Linked DNA regions of Mus musculus: regions 2 and 3 are each linked to region 1. A link is a contact called in public HiChIP or PLAC-seq and promoter capture Hi-C data. All regions are on one chromosome and are shown on one strand. The core of a region is the stretch at or near the end of the contact, and the rest is flanking DNA. Distances in the headings are between cores, read along the strand shown. Region 1 holds the start of Ndst2 (N-deacetylase/N-sulfotransferase (heparan glucosaminyl) 2). Region 2 overlaps Adk (adenosine kinase). Region 3 holds the start of Cfap70 (cilia and flagella associated protein 70).

The links. Promoter capture Hi-C pulls out the DNA fragments that hold promoters and counts their contacts. HiChIP or PLAC-seq counts read pairs in DNA pulled down with a chosen protein or histone mark.
Region 2: a contact with region 1 is called in an H3K27ac HiChIP or PLAC-seq map of extraembryonic endoderm stem cells. The contact joins the enhancer-like site here to the promoter of Ndst2 in region 1. A contact is called at or near these places in 3 of 39 promoter capture datasets (cranial neural crest, erythroid cells and hematopoietic stem and progenitor cells), 1 of 484 Hi-C or Micro-C datasets (embryonic stem cells), 3 of 115 datasets of contacts at active chromatin or transcription factors (extraembryonic endoderm stem cells, pancreatic cancer cells and trophoblast stem cells) and 4 of 9 other capture datasets (adipose tissue, liver, macrophages and 1 more).
Region 3: a contact with region 1 is called in a promoter capture Hi-C map of embryonic stem cells. The contact joins the promoter of Cfap70 here to the promoter of Ndst2 in region 1. A contact is called at or near these places in 3 of 39 promoter capture datasets (the C10 cell line, embryonic stem cells and liver), 1 of 484 Hi-C or Micro-C datasets (embryonic stem cells) and 3 of 9 other capture datasets (adipose tissue, liver and pancreatic islet).

Annotation. Positions count from the first base shown.
Region 1 is chr14:20,732,826-20,736,602 of GRCm38.p6, reverse strand. Ndst2 (N-deacetylase/N-sulfotransferase (heparan glucosaminyl) 2) reads left to right here and starts at 2,041. Exons shown (of 15, transcript NM_010811.2): 1 at 2,041-2,388; 2 at 2,959-3,053. It overlaps Camk2g (calcium/calmodulin-dependent protein kinase II gamma), which reads left to right. Exons shown (of 21, transcript NM_001360186.1): 21 at 1-1,730.
Region 2 is chr14:21,085,733-21,089,509 of GRCm38.p6, reverse strand. All of the region lies in intron 1 of Adk (adenosine kinase), which reads right to left. Among named protein-coding and RNA genes, the nearest start is that of Adk, 35 kb to the right of the region's middle. Within about 2 kb of position 2,004, at least 124 of the 459 cell types and tissues checked have an H3K27ac peak or open chromatin away from gene starts, as enhancers often do. A contact at or near this core is called in adipose tissue, embryonic stem cells, extraembryonic endoderm stem cells and 4 more, where this site is marked.
Region 3 is chr14:20,450,378-20,454,154 of GRCm38.p6, reverse strand. It overlaps Cfap70 (cilia and flagella associated protein 70), which reads left to right and starts at 1,930. Exons shown (of 29, transcript NM_029698.1): 1 at 1,930-1,953.

The sequences.
Region 1 (3,777 bases), core at 792-3,291:
TACCATGATGCGTTTTAAAACAACTGATAGCCCTTGGCTTGCAAGGAGACAGGAGTTTGTGTGATGCTCATCCAGGCATGAACAGTGGGCTCACCCACCAGTATTGAAGAGGTGAGCTTGGCCTCAGGCCCCCATGGATTCAGGGGGACCAGGCAAGGACTCTTGACAGAGCTTTGGTCATGGACAAAGCCATGGTGTGGTTGCAGCCCCAGAGGTGGCCTGATCACCCCAGTTCTAGGAGTGGACTTCGTCAGACCATGCATTGACACCTAGTATGAGAAAGACGCAAACACCGTGGCCGCTGGACCTACATTGGAGAGAATGCAGCACTGCCAGCCTGCTGTGTGTGGAGGCAGCTGTGAGGCGTGGCCTCAGGACTGAAAGCCTGGACTTTGCTGTACCGGTCCAGTTAGCGTAGACAGGAAGAGAATTGGTGCTGCAGAAGTGTGTCCGCCAATGAGAAACCTCGAGTTCGTCTGACATGCACTTAACTCATCCATTTCTAGAGGATGCACAATGCACGTGGGCCTGAGACTGAGGCCCGATTTCTGCTGGTGGAAAGGGGGAGGGATTGCTACTTTGTTTCCTGTTGGTTTTCCTGACATAACAAGGAGAGATCCAGAAGTCGTTGGCCAGGGCTCCTTTTGCCACTTTTGGCAGTTGTTTGTGTGCTGATCTGGACCATCTTTGTCTTGTATTTTCATGGTGGTGGTCCCCATGCTGACCCTCATCTAGGCCTGGGCCCTCTGCCAAGTGCCCCTGTGGGATGGGAGGAGTGAGGCAGTGGGTAAGAGTTGGTGGTTGTTTCTATGCATTCTGGCTGCCCTCTGGGCTGCCTCCCTTCTTCCCATGCTGCACGCCCAACTCTTTCCCTGGGTTTGAGATCGAACTGACTGCTTGGGTGAGAAGTGTCCTCTTTAAAGAGGCTCTTTATTGACCAACCGAAGTATAGACTTTTCTGCTGGACAATCTGCATGGGCATCACCCCCTCGCCTGCATGTACCCACAAAGGGGTCCAGAGCCAAGGCTCCTGCATTCATTGTCCCTCTCTGTGCTCAAGGAGGTCCATTCCAGGAAGAAAAGGTCTGTACCTTAGGCAGATAACAGAGAAGATAATGGAAGAGGCAATTGGTCATAGTCTTGGTTCCCTCCCACCAAACAACTGCACATTATCTGCATTGGGGGGGGGGGTAGATTTCAGCTCCTTGGGTGACCTTCAGGAGGCACAGGAGCTGGGAAAAGAGAACTACAGAGTATGGAGCCAGCTGAGAAGAGAACAAACGCATGGGTGCTGGTGCTTGAATTTAGCCAGGCTCCTCAAGCACTTGTGCATGCCTCAGACCCTGGACCCTAGACCCTTCCTGCCCTGCAGCCTGCAGTGCCAGCCAACAGATACCTTCATCACAGGGTTTGGTTTTGCTGGCTTGAAGACAACAAATGGTCTTAGAGCTCTTTGAGACCCATAGCTTCATGTGGCTGCTCCAGCCCCACTTCTTAGCGTTCTTACTCCACTTCTGGGGCTAATGTCAGCATCTATAGACTATTAATAGACTATTTAAAAAACAAACCACCTTTTAAACAGGAAATGGAAGGCATTTGATGCAGAACTTTTGCATGATGACATAGAAATAATTTAAAATAGTGTTTGTTCTGAATGTTGGTAGTCCCTTCATAGCTTTGTTACAATGAAACCTTGAAGATATTTAATAAAATAACCTTTAAACAGTCCATTGTGTTATTGCTGTTGGAGGCTCGTAGCCGTGGGCTTAGATTTTAGCAGCCTGCGTGACAAGGCTTCACTAGGAGACGAACATCTTTTTGCCCATTCCCTTGGGGAGCAAGGAAGAAAACTTCTCATAAACTCAGCCTGGGCTGCTGTATTGGGGGGTGGCAGGGAGGAAGTAGCCTCTTAGGCGGTGGGCCGAGTCTTCGCCCCGCCCCAGGCGGAGGTGGCCCCGCCCTTGGTACGCGGGCTCCCTCCTCCGCGGGTCTGAGTGGACAGGCCTGGGCCCTGGGCCCGCCCCGACGCTCCGCAGACTGTGCCACCCGGCGTGGAGGACGGGGTCCACCCTGGTGGGCTGAGCGCGAGGCCGGAGGGCTGGGAGGCTGCGGCTGGGCTGAGCACTGCGGAGGGCCGTCGGCTTATCCCAGGTCCCGGTCACGCAGCGGCCACGCTCGGGGAGCGCGCGGACCTGAGCGGGCACCACGAGCCGCAGCGCGCCGCCTCCCCCTGGTGGGAGCGGTACTTGAGCCCGACTGCGGCGGAGCGTTCGCTCGGAGATGGCGGAGCCGCCGCGACGCGGCCCGAGGCCCCGCGAGCAGGGAAGCCGGGCAGCCCCGGGACGCGGCAGGGCCCGGGGACAGCGGGGACGCCGCCCACTCCACCGGGTGAGCCATCTTTGAGAGCAGTCTCCCGTCCACGGTCGCCCTCGGTTTTCGCGATCAGACTTCCTGCGAGTGTCGCCACCGAAACCACCCGCAGGGTCGTCCTGGGCGACCACCCATCTGGCCCTGTGCACCCTGCCCCGAGTCCCAGCCGCTGGCCTCCCCTCAGTTGCCTTATTCTGGCCACTCCGCCCAGGGCACACGGGGTTCTTAAACCCAGTGCCTGTCTGGATGCCAACTCTCGGCCGCACCCCTGCCCCTTTCCCTCCAGCTCCCCCACCTGTGGGCTCCCCATTTCCCGTAGTTCCCGCAGGAGGGTCCTTCTATCCTCAAGGTCAGGTCCTTCCTCCCACAGCGTGGCCCCTGTTGTTTATTCCAGTGGTGGGCCCACACCTCCAGCCCACCCTGACCCTGTATTTGCTGCCCACTTTGGCAGACGACCCTTAGGTTTCTCCTTCCTCAGAAACTTTCCACTGCCACACACATGTTCTTCCTCCAACTTAGTCATCCCACTGCTCCCCCACCAAAAGTTCTCACATGATCCCCTCTCTAAATCTCACTGGCTTCCTCTAGGTATGAAGCTAAAATACAGTGGTTACAACACAGGAGGTTGACAGGCCTGACCTTTGAATCCCAGTTCATCCACAAACGGAGCTTTGTAATCTCGGGTAAGTTACTAAACTTCTCTGGGCCAGAAATTATGCGTGTGTAAAATGGAACTACTACTAGTTATATGTGTTTTCATAACTGTTAGAGCTGACATTAAATACAGGTGCTTCTTGCATTTACTGATAAACTTTTAAGATATCCTAAACTACTGACCACAAGAGCTTATCAGTTTGTGCCCTCTGCTCAGTGACGCCAGTTGCTTCACCTTCTGTTTGTGTGGCTGAGCAAGTACTTGCAGTGTGTCTCAAATGAAAAGTATTGTTGGGGCTGGAGAGGTAGCTTAGTGGTTCCAAACTTCCAAAGGCCCTGAGTTCAGTCCTCAGCACCCACATGGTGGCCTACAATCTGATGCTGTCTTCTGGTGTGCAGATGTACATGTAGACAAAGTACCTATATCCATAAAGTACATAAGTAAAAATAAACAAGAGAGAGAGAGAGCCGGGCGTGGTGGCACACACCTTTAATCCTAGCACTCGGGAGGCAGAGGCAGGTGGATTTCTGAGTTCGAGGCAGCCTGGTCTACAGAGTGAGTTCCAGGACAGCCAGGGCTACACAGAGAAACCCTGTCTCAAAAAACCAAAAGAAGAAGAGGAAGAGGAGGAGGGGGAGGGGAAGAAAGAAAGAAATAAAGAAAAGAAGAGAAGAGAAGAGAAGAACAACAACTACTACTACTACTACTACGGTGTCTGCAAATCCACTCCCTTAGGAAAGGATTAAAACTCT
Region 2 (3,777 bases), core at 755-3,254, 350 kb before region 1:
TTCTTCAAAAGTTTATTCTGGAGCCAAATTGGAGAGAGCATATCGGGAACATGGATTTAGGCTCCACCAAGTTCCATGTTCCAACATGGAAGCGAATGTCCGGACGTTTTTATAGTAATGGAACAAAGGCCACAAATCAAAAAAATCACTTTTGGGGGAGAGAGAGAGAGACTGTAGATAGGAGAAGATTAAGACAGGGTTTCTCTGTAGCTCTGGCTGACCTAGAACTCACTATGTAAACCAGACTGGGCTCAAACACAGAGATGTTCTCTGCCTCTACCTCTGGAGTGCTGGGATTAAAGGTGTATACCACCATGCCTAGCAATGATAGTTATTTTTAGAAATGGATAAACGACTACCCACACCTATAAGCCTACTGCTACTCTTGAGAGACAGAGGCAGGGGGATAAGGAGTGATAGGCCTTCTTCAGCTGCACAAGACTGGCAGAGATAAAGGTATTCTAAAGGGACACTAATGTCTCTCAATCTGACTCACACTATTGAAACAATGAACTCCAAAGAAATGGGAATTTCTCCAGGAATCTCATGCTGGGAGAAGGGAAGGAGCTAGATAAAGAAAGGATTTGTCTCCAGGAAAGATTTCACACAGCTCCACCAGCTTGTCAGACCACCTTCCAGGGTGAGAGCGGAAGAGCAGACACCTTGATTGTTACCACAGATGTGTACATTCCTGGCCGGCTATTTAAACTTTAATCTCTCTCCAGGATCCTGAAGACAGATTGAGGGCAGGGGCCCGAATCTCTGCCCCTCTTTCCAAGTAGCCACACTGAATAAATCTCCTCTTTCCTGCCTTCCATTTTAAGTCTGGCTATTTTTACAGGTTTTGAGACTGGGTGGCCAGACCAGTCAGTCCCCTTCCAGACTGTCTTTGACAACAGACTCTTCTGGGGAATAAATAGCAGAGTTTGTGGTTTTATGTATCAAACTGTTTCATCCAAATGTAGAAGAACATATGGAAGCTCATCTCACTAGATGCGATGGTGGAAGATGGTCAGGAAACCCTCCCACAGAAGGGCGGGCTCAATCACCTAGATGGCCTGAGTAATTCTAAAACACCTGGTGTATGAGGAAGGTAAAAGTTGGTCCCAAGAAGTTGGAATCTGAACATACATATTTCTTTAACATTTCGTTTTCTTCTTATTTACAGTGAGAGAGGGTGTGTGCACGGCCACATATGTTCAAGTGCCCTCCAAAGCCAGACAAGGGCTCCAGATCTCCCGGAGCTGGAGTCACAGAGCTTGGGTCAAGGAACTGCTCATCTGGGGATCAGTAAGGGCTCTTAACCTTTGCACCATCATCTCTCCAGCCCCGAAACATACATGTTTAGCGCAAAAAGAAATTACCAAAGGAGTAGAAGGTTGAAGATGCTAGACAGAAGAAAAGTGACGTGTGTCTAAAGCATTGCACTATTTCCTCACGAATGAATGGGGCCATTCGAGCAATTTCCTGACAGGGTCTGGCCTGACTGACAAAGCAACTACATAAGTGACCGTTTGTCTCAGTATCTTTTTTATACCTAACACTGAAATATTGACATGTTTGCCACATTTGTCTGCTTGAGACAGGGTCTTGTTGTGTAGTCTAGGCTGCTCTGTGATTCATGTCCAGGCATGGGCCACCCCACCCAGCTTATAAATGAATAATAATTTTCAGACTGCAAAACTGACTCATCCTTTTACAATTATAAGAGCTCCAAAGGAGAAGAAAATACATAACCAGCTATGGGAGAGTGGCTGAATGCAGGTAGGGCAGCTAGCTTCCTAGTGGTTTTACTTAAGGTCTTAGTAGATTTGTATCAACCTGACACTAGTTAGAATTATCTAGGAAGAAGAAACTCAATTGAGAAAACACCTGCAGGCAATTTGGTAGGCCATTTTCTTGATTAATGATTGATGTGAAAGGCCAGGGGGGTTGGAGTGCACCCTGAGCAAGCAGGCAGATCTAGGTTGTATATGAAAGCAAACTAAACAAGGCAGGAGGAGAGGGCCACTAAGCAGCATCGCTTCAGAGCCATGCTTGGGTTCCCCAGCGGCCTGCCCTGCCTGTGTTCTTGTGCTGCCTTCCTTTGACAATGGACTGGGATCTGGGCTGTACACAGAAATAAACCCTATCCTCTCCGAGTTGCTTTTACAGTTTTATCACAGGAATAGAGATCCCTCTCTGCCTCTCCCCAGTTTCATAGTGATTCTGAGAAGAAACAACCCTCACAGACTGAAGCCAGATGCCAGGCAGCCCCTGAGAGGTGAGAAATGTGCTGGTACACTATCAAAGCTCTATTTCGGAGAACTGCAATCATTTCAGCTAACTGACAGGTCCTTCAGAAGCTCAAGCCTTCCCGTGTTTGAGCTGATCCTGAGCTTGCCCTGTGCTCAGAGTTTCCCAAAGAGCATCTCAAATACAACCAGCTGCAACTGTTTAACATTCCAGCTGCTTGAAGCAGTTGGAACAAACAAGTTAACCAAAAACATAAAAGGGAAAGTGTAAGGAAAAAACATCCACAGAGGGAACCTCCAGAATGTTCCTAAAATTGCAGTGGCCAAGCTTAAGGAAGACAAGGGAAGGCCCGAAGCACCCATATCTGCCTGGGCAGAAGACCGCACAAGCACAAACGACAGCTTTACTGCTGTAAGCTCTGGCTGCGTGTTTAGGATGTGCCTCGACAGGCACAGTATCTCTAAGCAGACTGGGAAACAGTAGCAAGTATAACAGGAATGTGAAAAACTGGATCCTCAGACATTGTTGGAAATGTAAAATGATGCAGCCACATTGGTAAACAGGGATGAAGTTTCTAAAGAAGGAAGAAGAGACAGAGAAGGAAGGAGACAGAAAAATGGGGGCTTTTACCTCAAAGGAACAAAAAACATGGTTTGTTCTGAAGCCAAATGTGAGTGATTATACCCAGAAATAGTTTACCAAATGCCATGTTCCAATAATGTAACAGTTTAATAAAGTTTTATAGTAACACAAGAAAATCATAAATCAAGACCCTTTCTGAATACATTGGTAGAAATATTAGAAAAGCTGGGAAATCAAACTATGGACTTCAGATGTTATCTGCAGGGGTCTGTCTGTACATTCCAAAAGATTTACCTAACGGTCACAAAGATATTAGGTCACACGGAGAGGAAGGTAATAAATGGTTATTAAGTGTGTTAAAGATAGCCCAAGATAATTTGGCTTGGCAACATTCCATCATTTCCACATCATTAAAGTTCTAATGAGTCAGTCAGCCTTTGTTGTCAGCTTCTATCCAGGAATTTTTGTTCACAAAATAACATAAAATTATCCTATGAAGCTGCATCCTTCCCTAAGAGAAACAAACATATGGCAACACAAAACTTACACATGGGTGCTCACAGTACTACTATTCACAACAGCCAGACTGAAAATAACCCATAGAGCTGGCTTAACAAAATAACCTACACATCAAAACGTATTCAACCATGAGAAGAAATGAGATACTGATAAGCTGATATGACATGGATGAACTTTAAAAACATTTTACTCGGGGGCTGGAGAGATGGCTCAGCAGCTAAAAGCACTGACTGCTCTTCTGAAGTTCAAATCCCAGCAACCACATGGTGGCTCACAACCAACTGTGATGAGATCTGGCGCCCTGCCCTCTTCTGGTGTGTCTGAAGACAGCTACAGTGTACTTATGTATAATAATAAATAAATCTTTTTTAAAAATTACATGATTGTGCTCATGACACAACAGAATAAAAATTCACAGAGGTGTCAGGCTGTGGCAGCACA
Region 3 (3,777 bases), core at 681-3,180, 280 kb after region 1:
AGTCTATATACTCGCACTATAAATGCCTAGCGTATTTAGTTCCTCAAGTTCGTGGTTCATCTGCATTTTAGTATTGTTCCTTTGTTCTTGTGCTTGTCTGTTTTGAGACAGGGTATTACATTGGAGCCCTGACTGGCCTGAAACTTGTTGTATAGACCAAGCTAGCCTCCAGCTCTGTCTGCTATCGCCTCCACAGTGCTGGGACTGAAGGTGTGCATCACCACACCTGGCTCACCTGCATTGTGGTAAATGGAGGGAAGTGGGTAGGATTTCCTTCTTCAAAGACTGAATATTTTGTTATGTATTTACATACCACAGTTTTGTGTGTGCGTACACATACATTCACGTGAGCGTTGTTACATATGCATTCATGAAGTGCCATATATACCACAGTGTGTAGAGGTCAGAGCACAACCTTGTTTTGAGATGGTCCCTTCTCAACTGCTCTGCATGCCACCTCTCTGACTTGATCTTCAAGAGTCCCCAGTCCCTACTTCCCATCCTGATGTAATTTGCAGGGATGGCGGACACGCGCTCAGCTTCACATGCCCTCTTGTGCCTTGATCTCAGATCCCCACTGCTCCATAGCGAGCGCCTGAGTTGTCTGCGTCCCTGCAAGTAAGACTGAATAAGTGAATTGGTTCACCGAGCTGGACTTGGTCGACCTGCGTGCTCTTTACCTCCTTGGGTTGTCTTGGCCATCTTGTTCAAATCTGTTGGTCAGGATTGTTAGGTGTGTACTTGTCACTCTTGATTCGTTTCCTTTGGCCTGTATTATCTGTCCTTGTTCCTTAATACTTTATAGGCCAATCCTTCTATAGGACATTATGAAATAGGGAAGTGTGAATCCTCTTAATTTCTGACAAAGTCAGTAGTGTTTATTTTAAAGACTTATGTTTTGAATTATGTGTGTGAATATGTGTCTTTGTGTGGTATATGCACATGGATGCAGGTGGCCGTGAAGACTAGAGGCATCAGGTGACCTGGGGGTCCCCTAGAACTAGAGTCACTTCTGAGCCACCCAGCGTGGGTGCTGTGAACCAGGCTTGGGCCTCTGCCAGAGCACGTCACACTCTTGTGGCCTGTCACACCAGCCTGTCAGTTACGATTTTGATAGCAATTGCTTAGACCTTGTACATATACTTCTGATTATATTATTAGATATGGCCATTGCTGGGGGCCAAACTTAGCGGTGTAGAGTGTGCTTTGCAAACACAGGAAGAACTTGGCTATGTGGCCCTATCTGGCCTGGAACTTGCTATGCATACCAAGTTGAGAATCAACTTTTTTTTTTTTTAAGATTTATTTTTGTTTCTTCCCTTTGCAAGCACTGACACTCACACCAGAAGGCGGCACTGGACCACTTGGGGCTGGAGTTGCCCCTTGTGTACTGGGAGTTGAGATTGGGCCCGCTGGAAGAGTGTAAGGTCTCCTAACTGCTGAACCGTCTACAGATCCAAGAGTCAGCATTTAAGGTACAGGTATTTTGAGAAAAGATCTAAATTACTAGTTTACTTTTCAAGGGCAGACGATTTTTATATTGCCCAGTATAGCCTCAAACACCCACTCAAGCAATCCTTAAGCAATCCTTTTTTGCCTCGGACTCCCAAGTAGCTAGAACTAGAGACAAGGGCCAGGGCACCCTGCTAAAATGGGAGTTGTTTAGTAAAGACTTTTTTTTTTTTTGGAGACATCTAAGGTTTCTTTCCTTAAAGTTCCTTTTAATTTTATCATTCTATTTTTTGTGGATAATGAAATTAATCGTAAAGGAAAAAGATTTGAAAGGTGGAAAGCTACATTTTAACCCAAACTTGCAAAGGAGAAACACCCAAGGGGCGTGGTTTTCAGAGCACAAGCCAAATTTGCAACCTCCTTCTTTGAGGTGGGGAAAAAACAAGTTCTCGCGAGAGCTAGCTGGTTGCTATAGTTACAGAAAACCAGCGTCTGCCTCAGGTAAGCCAGTAACTCCCTTTTAGGGGCTATAGGTGAAGCTGTTGCTCCCACTCCCCAGATCTTTTTTTCTAGGATTCTGAGCTCTTTCCCTACAGCTAAGACCAGGTTGAAGTTCTCGCTCAGCCCAGCTGTGCCCAAGATCCGGCTTCATCCAGAGCTGGATCCAGTCCCATCTCCTTACTCTATGCTATCCCCAAGTCGATTGGTAGCTGTCCTGCCTCTGAGCCTGTGACTAGAAATGGACGCCTTGTTGAGGGCAAGAACAATAGTTGGGCATTCATGCAAGGTCACAGTTACTCAGTAGGAAAGTCGCCAGTCTCCACGGCTGGGACTGTGGATCTGGTTCTGTGAAGTGTCTGCACCGCGTGCGTGAGGCTCTTATCTGCTTAGCACTGCAAGGTAAACCACCACAGCGCCATCCTCGTAAACAAAACCAATGTCCCGGACAGAGAACGAGCTGAATTCACAGCCACGGCGACTGTTTCTGAGTTGGAGACAATCTTCATCGACTATGAAATGTTCAAAGTGAATGAATAGCCTTGGTAGCTGCTTTAAGAAAGATGATCAGAAGAGAATAAGACAGTGAATGTGAGGGTTCCAAAGTGATTATATGCATACGCTGGGGCAGGGAGGGAGGCACCCTAAGCCAGACCACAGACTAGACTTGCCTGAAACTCACTCTCTTCTTTCTATCTGTGTGGCATATGTGAAGGCTTTAGAGTGTGCCAAGGCATAATTGAAAGCTAGTTCCCTCCCCACTCCCCAGTCATCTGTCAGACTGGCTGCCACAAAGCTTACACCTCTTGGTCTATCAACATATCTCTCTTCCTCACTAGACTTGGGGGCTTATATCTCCTCAGCATCTGTCCCTGTCCCTAACTTAATGCAGTTTTAAATGATTTTGACAGAAATGGAATGGATTAGAATAAAACACTTAGACTCAAAGGTGTATTTGTTTGGCACAAGGAACCCAGATGAGCTAGCTCATATGGTACAGATCCCTAATACATACTTGATAAGAACATTGCCAGTGCCACTGAGGCCCTGAAAGGGCCTGGAAGCATTTGGGTGACAAGTCAGGCTTTTAGGCAAGGGCAAGACTGAGGGAGTCACTGGGAAATGGCATGGTGACTGTGAAGTCTGAAGGCATTACCTGTCCCACATGGATGCACACAGTATGCACAGATGCACAGGTCCTCAGAGATATGTTCTACTTCAGATTTCAAATTTATTTTCAGTAAACACACAAAACAAATCTACGACAGATCTACATATCTCAGTCCTTGTACTTAATTTAGATTCTTTCTCCCATTTGCCTGACTTTTCTCTTCCCTTCCCTTCCCTCCCTCAACCCCAAACAGTCCCACATCTGCTTTCCTGTAATGTGTGTTTAAACCTAGGTGCTGCCTAGGGGAGGGAAGATGTGGTATTTGTCTCTTTTCCCTTGCATTATCCTTCTTTATCCCTCCTCCCTTTGTACCCTCCTTCTACACACCCACTTCTATCTCTTGTCATGTATATATTACATATTTAAATATAAATACTTCATATGAGAGAAAATACACAGATTTGTCTTTCTGAATCTAAGTTCATTATTCTTTACACTTTACTGTATATATAATATATATGGTTCTTTTTTGTATTTCTTCTTCTTTTTTTTTTTCTTCTCAAGACAGGGTTTCTCTGTATAGCCCTGATTGTCCTGGACCTCACTCTGTAGACCAAGCTGGCCTCAAACTCAGAAATCCTCCTGCCTCTGCCTCCCACGTGCTGGGATTAAAGGAGTGTGCCACCACTATCTGGCTAATGTATATGGTTCTTATA